3 separate regions of the Mus musculus genome follow, and regions 2 and 3 are each linked to region 1. The links are chromatin contacts, called in public promoter capture Hi-C maps. All regions are on one chromosome and are shown on one strand. Each heading gives the region's core, a stretch centred on a gene start, on an enhancer-like site or on the middle of the called end of the contact. The rest is flanking DNA. Distances are from core to core; before and after follow the strand shown.

Region 1 (4,294 bases), core at 717-3,216:
AAGTCCTCTTAAACAGTGTTTAGTGACACACCAGGCACTTGGTCAAAATGAGGAGACAGACAGAAGCAAGAGCCTCACTACCCCATCCCTGACCCCACAGCTCTGACCTCTGACACAGCGACTGCGCTTCTTTCATCATGTTGCCAGCAAGCAGGATGTCCTGGGGGTCGAAGGTCATCATGGCCTGCATCTCCAGGATGGTGGCATACGTCAGGGAGTGATACATGCTCTCCTTGGTTCTGTGGGACAAAGTGGGTGTTGAGAACCCCAGAGATGGCTAGCTGGCTGTGGATCACCTGATAGCTCATCCTGTTTTACCTGGGGACACATTTCCAAAGTCTAACCCATTCATGGCATCTCAAATGTCCTCCGTCCAGGGAGGAAGGGGCAGAGAAGGGGAGTGAGATAGAGGGGGTAGTGGGAGAAGCGACCTGGTAGGTAATAAACACTTTGCAGACAGGTAACAAGTAATTAAAAACAAAAGATCTTGGTCCAGTTCTCAGTTCCTCTTCCTGCTGAGTGACCTCTAGTGACCTTCCAGCTCTAAGTCTCGCTATTCTCTCTGAAGGAAGAGGCTAGGCCACCTGCTAAGCACAAGGGGCCAGGAAGTTCTGGGGGATGACAAGGAAAGGGACATTGTTTTCTGAGAGGGCTGAGGCTTTAGCTGAGGAATCACCTGTCTGCAGGTTGCTTCCATCCTTGCTCAATGGCAGCTTGGGGGAGTGTGTAGGCCTGGCCTGGGGTTCCTAACTGAGTACAGCAGCAGGTCGGAGGGCTCAGGGTGGGGAGGCCAGATGTCGGGGCCTAGGCAGGGAAGGAGGGTTGCCAAGGAGTGTGCTGCTAGTGGAGAGGAGGGGGCTTGAGATGCCATCTGCCTCAGTGATGGTCTTCTAGCACTCTCCCCAGACATCTGGTCTGGGCCCCAGGGGGCGCCCTTTCACAGAGTTGGTTTCAGCTCAGGGGTCCAAGTGCCACACATACAACTCTGGGTGTTTGAATTTGGGGCTCACCATACCAGGTCCCTCTACCAAGCTATTCCTGGTATAGCATATTCTGTCCCCCACTCCAGGCCACACCAGATCGGAGTCCTCCAGGTAGTGGGCTACTAAGGGCCAGGATTCCTAGCCACGGGTATACACTGGGGCCTTGGGTCTCAGACTAGAAATTCCACTTTGTCTGCCAGCTGCCTGGGCAGGGCTCCTTCCTTCCCGTCAAGCAGGTGTGGCTGGACGGGTAGGGCTGAGTCCTGGGGCTCACCGGAAGAAGAGGAGAGAAGGGCTAGAGGAACCTAGGGAAGAGGCTAGGAATGGTCTGGGGGATACTGTTGGTCCTGTTACCAAAGTCCCTCAAGTAAGTGACTCAGAACACTGGTGAAACAGAGGGACTCACATTTACTGAGCAGGGTGATATGGCCAGAGATCTGAGAACCATTTCAGTCTCTCTAGAAGTTCCAGGACAGAAACATCATTGTATTAATCCTTCTTCATCTGTCTGTCCGTCCGCCCCTCCCTCCCTCCCTCCCTTCCATTTATTTATTTATTTATATTTATATTTATTTTTTTTGTGGGGGTCTCTGGCTGGCCTGGAACTTACCATGTAGACCAGGCTAGCCTCGAACTTACAGAGCTTTGCCTCTCTGCATCCTGAATGTGCTGAGATTAAAGGTGTGCACCACCATGCCTGGTGGATTTGTTTTCTGTGGAGGGGAACCCTGAGACTCCAAGAGTCCAAGAGGCCTATCAGAGTCACGCAGCAGGTGACTGGCAAAGCCAAGATTCCAACCTGTGTCTGAGGGACTCAAGTCCAAGTTCAGCGCCCCCACTACCAGAGCCAAATCCTTTCCTCAAGCCACTGTCTAGACACAGAGTAATCATGGCACAGGTTGGGAGTTGTCTGGGAATTGGCAGGCCTAGGGAGAAGTCCCCAAGCCTTTCCTTTGGTCCTCAAGAATCCTGGCCAATAGCGGTGTAGCCTGGGACAGTGGTGCAAGCCTGTGATCCCGGCATTTGGGAGATAGAGGGAGGAGTCCAAGGTCCTGCCTCAAAAAACAAAAACAAAAACCCTCCACCAACTCCGCCACCACCACCAAACCAAAACCCCTTAACCCTGAAGGAAAGGAGTAACATCCACAGGCTTTGCTTTAACAAGAGAGGGAGGTGATCTAACAATAAATCCCTTTATAAAGCTTAGTTGTCCCTCTGATGATCCCAGCATTGCCCTGGTACTGGGGCACTTTGTAAATAATTGACAAAGGCATCCGAGGAAGGGAACCAAACTGCCAGGCTCCTGCCACGTCTCAGTGGCCCCAGCTATCCAGTGACATCACCCCTGTTGCTGGGGTAACAGCTAAGTTCCTTTTTTTAGCCATTACTGCCCTCTCCGCTCTCTACAGTGGGATAGATGCTGCCCCTGTACCCTGAGGCACCCTTTAGTCTAGAAGCTGGGGTCTGTGGAGGCACAGGGAGGCAGGAGATGAAGGGTTTCTGAGGATAACCTGACTCAGCCCTGTTATATCAGGTCACAGAGAAGCATCACACCCAAGCCCTGCCCCAAGGTACCCATAGTCTGCAGAGACACACACACACACACTGACACGTGTATCACACACATGCACACATACACAAAAGCAGAAAAAGAAAGAAAGGCCAAAATAGAACATCCAGAGAAACAATAATAAGTGCTAGGATCATGGAATTAGTCCCATGATCATGGAAGTGAAGAGAAACGAAGAGAAGGACTTAATGACACTCAGACATGTCAGAGGTGCATGTGGGGCTCAGCACGATGGTCCAGCATGTAAGGGCACTGCTGTCAAGCCTGACAACCTGAATTCAAATCCCAGAATCTACACAGTGGACAAAGAGGGCTGACTCCTGAAAGCTGTCATTTGACCTTAACATGTGTGTGCAGTGCAGTGGCCATACACACACATACACAATCACACATATGCACATACATGCATACACACATATACACACAAGCACACATATGCACATACATGCATACACACAAGCACACATATGCACATACATTCATACACACACACACACAGAGTTTTTTAAATGGAAAGAAGGGAGGGAATGAGAAGCTTAGAGAAGGCTAGCCTAGGAAGCTTTACACATGGCTTAAGAAAAAGGAACAGAGGACTAAGAGAACTTCCTAGAACAGAAAGAATTGATTACAAAACTACAGAATGAAAGAGACCTTTGTCCCAGTCCATTGCTGTGGGGCATACTTACAGGAACAAGAGTAGATCTGAATATTTCTGAGACAGGGACAAAAAAGATCACACATGGGGTAAGAACTAGGACCCAGCTGTCTCAGTCAGTTACTGTAGCCTAGGGATGGAACCACCCACATTGGACTAGGCTCTCCCACATCAATGAGATTCCCTCCTCTCAGATGACTTAGCTTGTGCCAAGTTGACATAAAACTATCCAGCACTGTAGCTATAGTCGCTTCTGGGAAGTAGGTGAGTGATGTCTTCCAACTTTTGACAGAAAAAAAAGAATCTCTATGCAACTCCTTGTTGGGAAGGCTTTAGAAAATGTGCTCTGGTAAAATAGAGGCAACATGAGAACAGAAAGCTGAGGCAGGTGCGGGTGGGGAGGCAGGGGAGAGCTGGACCCAGCCAGGAGGCACCAATCTCCTTAAGCAGCACTCACGGCTCACCTGTATGTTTGAACATTCGGGGAGAACTTGTGGTGGGTTTGTGTCATCCTGTGGAGGGTTAAAATCTCTAAGTGTAAAGGACAGCAAATTAGGAGATGAAAAAACAAGACCACAAACAGCAAGGAGATTGCCATCCATGTCATGTAACACACAACTCGTCTTGACAACTAAGATGTGAAGGACTCCTGAAACAAGCAGTTTTGCAATGGGTTGGAATGTCAGTGCTGAGAACAGATAGGAATGTTGGAGGCTCAGGGCCCAGTTTCCTTGTATCGGGCTAGTTCTAGCCCCAGAGCAGCCATTCGTTGCCCATGTCTATGTTGGAACAAACATCCTGTGATAATAGGTGAAACCTTTTGGAATCTGTTAACTATTAGCTTCCACCAATCCAGAAGCTAGGAAAGCCACAGGATAGCATCCGGAGACCATTGTAAGGCCTCCCTCATCTTGCTGTACTGGTCTTTCTGATGTACCCACCACTGTATTTTACTAAACTTAACAGGTTCCCTGGACATGGTCATTCAAAAGGGCCCCAGAATAAACTCTCTCTTGTTCCCTTTGGGATGAAAGCTGTGGTTTGTTTGCTCGTGTTGACCAAGATAGACGTAATACAATAATTACG
Region 2 (4,190 bases), core at 742-3,241, 290 kb before region 1:
CTGTCCAACAGAGAAGTATCATTCAATAACCATTTCCACTAAGTCTATCATTTATAAATCTATTTATAGTTATATATACATTGAATAATGATTGAATTTCCTTGTGATTATGTGTCAATACCTGATTTTTTATGCTTGATAACCTACGATTGTGTCCAAATATTATGACTTTTTCATATTTGGGTGCTAGATATCTCTAAATATTCTTGAGCCTTGTTCTCTGATGTACCTGGAAATAACTGATTACTACTAGAGCTTCCTTTAAAGTTGTGTTCAGCAATATCCTTCAGTCTCCTTCTGAGTACTCTAGGATGCCTCGCCTTATATATTTAAGATGTTCCACTTATTTTAAAAGACCTATGCAGCTGATAGGAACGAGTACTATCCCATACTTTGTATGTTTCACAGAGATGTTCTACTTCATTAACACTTTCCATTTGTCTTCCAAATTTCATTCTTTCTTATGAAATAGTTCTAGCGCTTGTCAAAGAATTTTAACTATCTGAGAAATGTATGGAAAAACAACTTTCCTGTCAAACAATCCCATTTCTGGGAAAATCATAATGCATTTCATCATACTAAGCCTCTAAAGGAATATTTTAACCCAAAAGGCTCTAAGTAGCTAATAAATGAAAACTAAAGGTTGTTTTTGCATGTAAAAAGAAATTGCATCTCATAATCTTGAGACACACCAGTTTCTTTTTCATTTATTGACAGGTAGTGCTTCCACACACTACACAAGCAATTATCCCTATAGTAACGTCTAATGTATTGTTCTCAAGGTGCTAAAACGTTGCAGCTTGGCACCAAGCCTGATAGCCTGATCCCTGGACCCACCTGGGGAAAAAAAGAACCCATTCCTGTAAGATTGTCTGACCTTCACACATGCAATGGGGCATGCATACACACACACACACACACACACACACACACACACACACACACAAAGTGGGGGCAGGGGAGAAGGGGAAGGAAGGAAGAGGGAGAATAAATAAATTTTTAAATTAAAAAAATCCAATGAAATTTAGTGTTCTTGGGAAAAGTTGTCAGTTAACAGCTACACAGTTTTAAGATCTTTTAAAACATGTCTCTAAGTATCCTTACAAATTGCAAACCGTAACATTTCTAGATAGTTTTTATTAGTGAAATTCCAAAGTACTTCATTTTCATTCTTTTCATGAACAGGGTTAACAACAACAGTAATTACATTTGACTAATAACATATAAAGAAAATACAGGACTTCACTAATTACATACTCATTATATAACTTTATAACAAAAAGAAAAAAAAAGAGTTCTGGAGAGATGTCTCAATGGTTAAAAACACTTACTGGCCTTCCAGAGGACCCAACTTCAGTTCCAATACCCACATCAGGTAGTTCACAAACCACCTGTAACTCCTACTCCAGGAAATCAATGTCCCTTGCCTCTGAAGGCACCTGCACTCACTTGCATACCCCCATACACAAACACACATAAGCTCATAATTAGAAAATAATAAAATTGGGACTGGAAAAACTGCTCATTGGTTACAAGCACTTGCTGATCTTCATAGAGAGAAACATACCAAAAATCTCCAAGAGGTTCCACAGCTACTTGCTACTTCTGAAGACTCTAATTAGCCAAGTGATGTCTGCTGATACAGACTCACATGGAGAGTTGCTAAAACAGACTCACATGCTGAGGTAAGACACTGTGGTGAGGTAAGACTGGTAGAGGACAAGTGATGTTTGGAGAAAGTATAAATAGGACCCAACGGACAGTGACAGGGGTTTGGTCTGCTGGTACAACCAGCTCTGCAGTACCTCTCGGTCTCAAATCTTCACTGATCTTCACCACTTTGTTGAGAAAGGCACAGCAGAGAACTTCTCCTGGTGTCTCCTGGTCTAAATCCCTCCTGCTGATTCATGCCCCTGCTAGGTCCTGCCACCACTACTGCTATGCCAACTACTGAACTGAACTGCTGGTATATATGTGAAGTGTTTGTGAGTGGATCAAACTGCCCCTGCTGACCTTTGAACTGAACTGCTGATTTCCCAAAACGCAGGGCTGGAGAGATAACCGGGTAATTAAGAGTATCTCACTTCTAAGGACCCACATGGTGGCTGACAATAATCTGCAATTCGAGTTCCAAAAGATCTGATGATATGTTATTCTGGCCACCATGGATACCAGATACACATGTGCTACAGATAATGCAGGCAGGCAAAACAGACATATACATAAAATAAAAATAAATCATTTTTGAAAACATCAGTCTCCAATCAAGCTGCTATTCTGAGCCACTTCCCCAGAACATTACCACTGAACAATAATAAATATAAAGTATAATGCTTAAGTCTACAGAGCAAAGGATCAGACCATGAATTTCTGATAAGAAAACCAACCTTTCTCATTACTTGAGGATGTTTCATAGAAATATCAAAAACAAATATTAACTATGATTAAATCCTAGAAGTATCTTAAAATTAGAACTTTCTATTCATTTTCAAATGTATCAAAGAGGGACTTTTGCTCATGATACCATAGGCATATAAGTACACAAAATTATACAGACCACAAGTGCATTTTCTCAAGTAAGCAACCTTCTCCTCTAAACAAAACTATTTGACCAAAATTAATGTTACCCTCCAAATGTCCACCATAAGTCTTAATGTCTTCATGCCAACCTACTATTAAACTTTTCTCCAAAATTACTGGACTTTTTGCATCAAAACAAAATAATCTGAAAGGTTTACTTTACATTTAACATTTCATTTGACAAATGCCAATAAAAGGAGAAAGAGAAGGAGGAGGAGGAAGAAGAGAAGGAAAAGAAAAAGGACTCAGACTTTAAGACTGAAAGTCCTTCATCCATTGAATACCCCTATTCTGAGAATCCAGTAAGTTCCAATGCTAAAATCTGTTCAGCATCAGATACTCAAAATGTTTTACAATTTGGAACATGAGATTGTAGACTTTTGGATTGGAGACAGTCAATGAGGAAAATCTATTCAAAATCTGTAAAACTATTAACACATTAACTAGTTGTTTCCGGTATTTCAGGTGAATGGCACAAAACACATGCATGAGGAGCATGACAACAGGTCCTTCTCTTTTTCTCCCAAGTGGTTGTCTGTAGTGACTTCTTTCCACTTAACTATATCTTACCTTATTAATTGCTTCATAAAGTTACCTAGCTTTCTCTCTGTCCATTCCTGATCCCTCCTAAATGAGTTAAAAGAGAGAGATGGATATTATACTTAGTATATTTCTCCTGATGCACAATCTTTCTCCTAGTTGCTCATGAGCAAACATATTCATGCCAATGGGCACCAACAATACCCACCCAAGTCTCAGTTGATGAACCAATGGATTTACTGGAGCTACTTACAACAGCACGGGTAACTCTCAGGCAGCTGCATCTCAAATGACTCACAAAAGCTACATCACTGGATGACTGCAGTGGAAAGTTACATCATCTGTGTAACTTGTAGGCAGCTCTACTAAAGAGTCGCTCATGCTCCTTTAAGTAACCCCAATAAACTACCTGGTCCACAAAGCTAGACTTAAAACAGAATTGTGTCCTTGGTCTATTATTAGTTCCTTATCTATACTGAATTTGTTCACAGCTCCTCAAGATAAGTCATGAAACACAACTATCCCCAAATAAGGACAGATTAGAACCAAAGATGAATCTAGCATATCGCCTTCTATGTGTTCTAAGACATAGGGCATCTGAGAGTGGAGCAGTAAGGACAACCCAAATAAAGCCATTCTTCCCTAGGTTACATTTGTGTGTGCCATCTTGCTATGGCAGCAGCTGAACTGGCCTTTCGATGGATAAGAAAACATTCAGATAAGGCTGAGACATATGGAGGTAACATCTCAGGGTTGTCATCTTCTATGTGGTATTGAGTACAACACTTCCTTGACTAATAGAGTCCACAGTGTGGCAGAAGTACTAGCAGATACGTTGTAGTTCCTGAGAGTAGCACTTACAAAACTCAGCTATAAGCAAGTTACAATAGCAGTTTCATGGCCTCTAAAATAAGCAAATGAGGTATGGCTTAACCAATAATGAGGGTGTATAAGGAAAATGAGATCTTATACTATACTAACTTAGCTGAGAATATATTTCTTTTTTATAATTTTTATTAGACTTATTTATTATTTTATATCTGAGTGTTTTGCCTGCATATATGTATGTG
Region 3 (4,023 bases), core at 341-2,840, 330 kb after region 1:
GTCACCATGTGCACACATGCTGTGCTTGAATTCAGTAGTCTCTGGTGCAGGAGTCCTTGATATTTTGCTTTAGAAAACCCTGATCAGCTCTCCAACATAATAGACCAGATAGCTATAGCTTATTATAGGCAATAAAGCATTTCAGAGGCTGTATGCTGTATACATTTCACCATACCTTAAAAGGCAAATGAGCTCTGATTATGAATATCCCATTAGATAGCATATATGAAAGAAACATTTTGATGGAAATTTTTGAATTGTAATTTAGGGTTTATTTGATCATACAAAACCCAGAAGTGCTAGATGTTAGAGTTAAGTAGTTGCTTGTTTTGAGGTAGGGTCACATGTAGCCCAGGCTATCCTCAGACTCAGCTGAGGATGAATTTGGTGACCTGTGTTCTACTTTGCCAGTGTTAGGGCTACAAGAGTAAGCAGACAAAAACTTTGTGCAGTGTTGAGAACCAAAACCGGATTTCTTGTAAAGCTTAGCTATGTCCCCAACCTCTGGTTTCTGTAGACGGAAGTGTATCAATGATAACAGTAATCTGTAACAAAGCACCTTAAAATAGTTAATGGTTTGTTCCTTATTCATCTATCCCTGTGCATGCAAGGGCCCACTCAGGTCAGAAGAGAGCATCAGATTCTCTGAAACTGGAGTTCTAGTGGGTGCTCAGCACTGAACCTGGGTCCTCTGGAACTGTAGCAAGTGCTCTTAAGCTGAGCCATCTCTCTACCTTGAAGATGGCTCACTTACATAGCTGTGAAGTTGTTGGGAGTAAAGTTCAGCTCCTCCCTGTATTGTTCTTTGTGGCTGCCTGGAACTCTTGAGAGTCTATAGGCTGCAAGAAGGCAAGGCGGGTTGTAGTGTTGGAAGTCATGTATTTAGTAAGGAGAGTCACAAAGGCCCACGTGAGTTCAGCAGTAGAGAGGATATATTTGCCTAACAGCAGAGCCATTCTTGGCACATTTGGCCTTCTATATTTCATATTCTTAATGTCAAAAGTTTGTAATCTGAGCAGGAAACCTGATTTTTCTTTCTCTATAGTTCTAAATGATTTCTATTTTTAATTTTCTGTATTAGCATTTCTGAGACTTTAGAGTGTCATCTGTGTAGTTTCCTCAGCTGTTGACCTAAAGGGGAAAATATCAATTTGAATTGTGTAGATACTAAATGTGGTTACTCTGAGAGAGCTGTAACAATATGTATCCTGGGCCAAGAGTTCCTAGAGCACAGCTGACTGGCTGGCTGGGAGAGAGCACAGCATTTGGTTGATGAGTACAACAACAAAGTCAGCAAAGGGAAAGGTACAGAAGCAGCTTCGAGGAAACGTCACATTTTCAAGAGTCACATTTTCAAGAGTTCTCCAGTGAAGCCCCATAGGATGTGCTCAGATCCTCCTGTGACAGATCCTTACCAAGCGTGAGAAACACTGTCTACAGGGAAGTTCATTAGAGACCCTGTGCTCCTTTTTTTACTAGAGGCTTGTCAGTAGACACTTCTACCATTCTAGACCATAAGTGAGATCATATTGTTTACACAAGCAGCTCAGTGAGCCTCTCTTTCCTGTTTGATGCTTTGGGCCCTCTTCATACCCTAGTCCTGAGATAACAGTGAGCCGTTTGTAGTGGCTTTTCCAAGAGCTGTCTTAGGTCAGCTGTACTAGCTGTTTTCTGCATATGCACTTAAACAAGAGCTTGCTGACAGGAGCCTGAAATAGCTGTCTCCTGAGAGGCTCTGCCAGTGCCTGACAAATACAGAGGTGGATGCTCTCAGCCATCCATCAGACTGAGCACAGGGTCCCCAATGGAGGAGCGAGAGAAAGGACCCAAGAAGCTGAAGGGGTTTGCAGCCCCCTAGGAGGAACAACAATGTGAACTATTCAGTACCCCCAGAGCTCCCAGGGACTAAACCACCAACCAGAGTGCACGTGGTGGGACTCATGGCTCCAGCTGCATATGAAGCAGAGGATGGCCTAGTTGATCATCAATGGGAGGAGAGGCCCTTGGTCCTGTGAAGGCTCAATGCCCCAGTGTGGGGGAATGCCAGGGCCAGGAAGCAGGAGTGGGTAGGCTGGTGAGCAGGGGGAGGGAGGGAGGGGGCTTTAGGAAAGGGGTAACATTTGAAATGTAAATAAAATATCTAATAAAAAAATAATGTCAGATATTAAAATTCTTCCTGATTGACACTGTAGATTTCTGAAAGTTCATATTAATAGGTAAATATTTAGGATATAATTTTTATGTTTAAAACAAAGACCAAAGGTTGGCTTCTTTCATTTGCATGTATTATCTGCATAATCCAAACTCTAGTAGTTATCCCAGGGCACTGGGCTATGCTTGCTACTGTGGAATTATTATGTTATCTGTCACACTACTGTGTACCTGGTTTCTCTTTGCATCGTTGTTTTGGAATGTCTCCCAGGTGTCTAGTGGAAAAAGTAAAGGCTATAGCTGTTACCGTATCCCATTCTGAGTCTCTCTGATGCCCTCCTTTGGTACTTCATGTCCTAGTTACAGTTTCTACTGCTGTGACAAACACCATGACCCAAGGCATCTTGGGAAGGAAAGGAGGGTTTGTTTCTCTCCATTGCTTGCCCAGCCTGCTTTATTACCACCCAGGACCACTTGCCCAGGTGGTACCACCTACGGCGAGCTACTCCCCCCCACCCCAGCCCCCCCCCCCCCGCCTTGCCCCCATCGGTCATTAATCAAGAATGTGCTCTGCAGACTCTCCTGCAGGCACTCTGATACAGACAACTTCTCAGTTGAGTCTCCTCTTCCCAGATACATCTAGGTTTGTGTCAGTCAGCAGAAGCCCTCCAGGACACTGTACTTACATTATGTACTTGAGTAAGACAAGGATTATATTCCTTTTATCTTAAAAACTTGGTTTTAGCAACAAGTTTGGTGGTATGCACACCTTTGATCTAACACTTAGGCTGTCTCTGTGAATCTGAGAACAGCCAGGTCTTGTTAGACAGAGAACCCCTGTCTCAAACAAACAAACAAACAAACTTGGTTTTGTATCCTTAAATACTTTCCTGTATTTTCTCATATCTTCATGAAAACTCTGAAATAAGGGGCTGGAGAGATGGTTCAGCAGTTAAGAGCACTGGCTGCTCTTCTAGAGGTCCTGAGTTCAATTCCCAGCAACCACATGGTTGCTCACAACCATCTATAGTGAGATCTGGTGTCCTCTTTTGGCCTGCATGCATGCAGAATTCTGTATGCATAATAAATAAATCTTTTCTAAAAAGTACATTAATTATATTACATAAGCTTAACTTTGAACATTTTTAGAGGTTTTTTTGTTTCCTCCAGTTTCTCTCAGTATGTTCTTCTTCCAGAGATCTCTGATGGCTTCCTAGATGGTACTAAACCAGGTGATGCTCTCTCATCCCTGCAGATGAGGCCATCCTGTGAGACTACTACACCGTTGATGTGTGTGTTGGGCAGAGCCTGAGAGAGGGCAAGTGGGAAGGAGGAGCCCAGAACAGAAGAGTCCAGGGTAGTTATCTAAGAGAGTGAATTGTGTGGGGCAGCGTTGATTGGGAGCTCACCTCTAGCACAGTATCAGTCCAGCGCTGACAGTCATGCTGCCTGTGGGCGTGGAGGTGGAGTTCACTTAGTAATGTATCTGCCACACATGCACCCATTCCTGGGGACCATCCCCAATTGCCTGTAAACCTGGTGTGGGAGTGTGAGCCTGTAATTGGATGTAGGAAGATCAAGAATTCAGGGTCATCGTTTTAGTCCAGCCTAGGACACATGAGGCCCTGTTTCAAAATCCAAACAAACAGGCCAAAAAACCCTGTAACCGAGTTATTGATAGAGTAGGTGGATTAACATACATGAACTACTTGCCAGGTAGTATTAGTTGTTACATCATCATCCCATGCATACAACTGTTCAGGTTATTGAGACAAAAATTAGAATGTATGATTCTGAAAAGCAGATATGTGAGTCCTGCTCATCGTTGATTTTTCAGATACTATTTTACATAATGGTCATACGTGTAAAGTG

Evidence for each region. Promoter capture Hi-C pulls out the DNA fragments that hold promoters and counts their contacts. Capture Hi-C pulls out chosen DNA fragments and counts their contacts.
Region 2: a contact with region 1 is called in a promoter capture Hi-C map of liver, with 2.2 times the contacts expected there. The contact joins two enhancer-like sites. A contact is called at or near these places in 2 of 39 promoter capture datasets (both in liver), 4 of 115 datasets of contacts at active chromatin or transcription factors (craniofacial prominence, extraembryonic endoderm stem cells and stem cell-derived neural progenitor cells) and 3 of 9 other capture datasets (adipose tissue, liver and pancreatic islet).
Region 3: a contact with region 1 is called in a promoter capture Hi-C map of pancreatic islet. The contact joins two enhancer-like sites. A contact is called at or near these places in 2 of 39 promoter capture datasets (pre-B cells and stem cell-derived epiblast-like cells), 2 of 115 datasets of contacts at active chromatin or transcription factors (extraembryonic endoderm stem cells and pancreatic cancer cells) and 2 of 9 other capture datasets (adipose tissue and pancreatic islet).

The regions. Positions count from the first base shown.
Region 1 is chr4:109,417,238-109,421,531 of GRCm38.p6, reverse strand. It overlaps Ttc39a (tetratricopeptide repeat domain 39A), which reads right to left. Exons shown (of 18, transcript NM_153392.2): 3 at 108-239. Among named protein-coding and RNA genes, the nearest start is that of Ttc39a, 12 kb to the right of the region's middle. Within about 2 kb of position 1,966, at least 58 of the 459 cell types and tissues checked have an H3K27ac peak or open chromatin away from gene starts, as enhancers often do. A contact at or near this core is called in liver and pancreatic islet, where this site is marked.
Region 2 is chr4:109,704,777-109,708,966 of GRCm38.p6, reverse strand. The region is part of intron 1 of Faf1 (Fas-associated factor 1); the gene reads right to left. Among named protein-coding and RNA genes, the nearest start is that of Faf1, 30 kb to the right of the region's middle. Within about 2 kb of position 1,991, at least 9 of the 459 cell types and tissues checked have an H3K27ac peak or open chromatin away from gene starts, as enhancers often do. A contact at or near this core is called in liver, where this site is marked.
Region 3 is chr4:109,092,083-109,096,105 of GRCm38.p6, reverse strand. All of the region lies in intron 8 of Osbpl9 (oxysterol binding protein-like 9), which reads left to right. Among named protein-coding and RNA genes, the nearest start is that of Gm32581, 15 kb to the right of the region's middle. Within about 2 kb of position 1,590, at least 15 of the 459 cell types and tissues checked have an H3K27ac peak or open chromatin away from gene starts, as enhancers often do. A contact at or near this core is called in pancreatic islet, where this site is marked.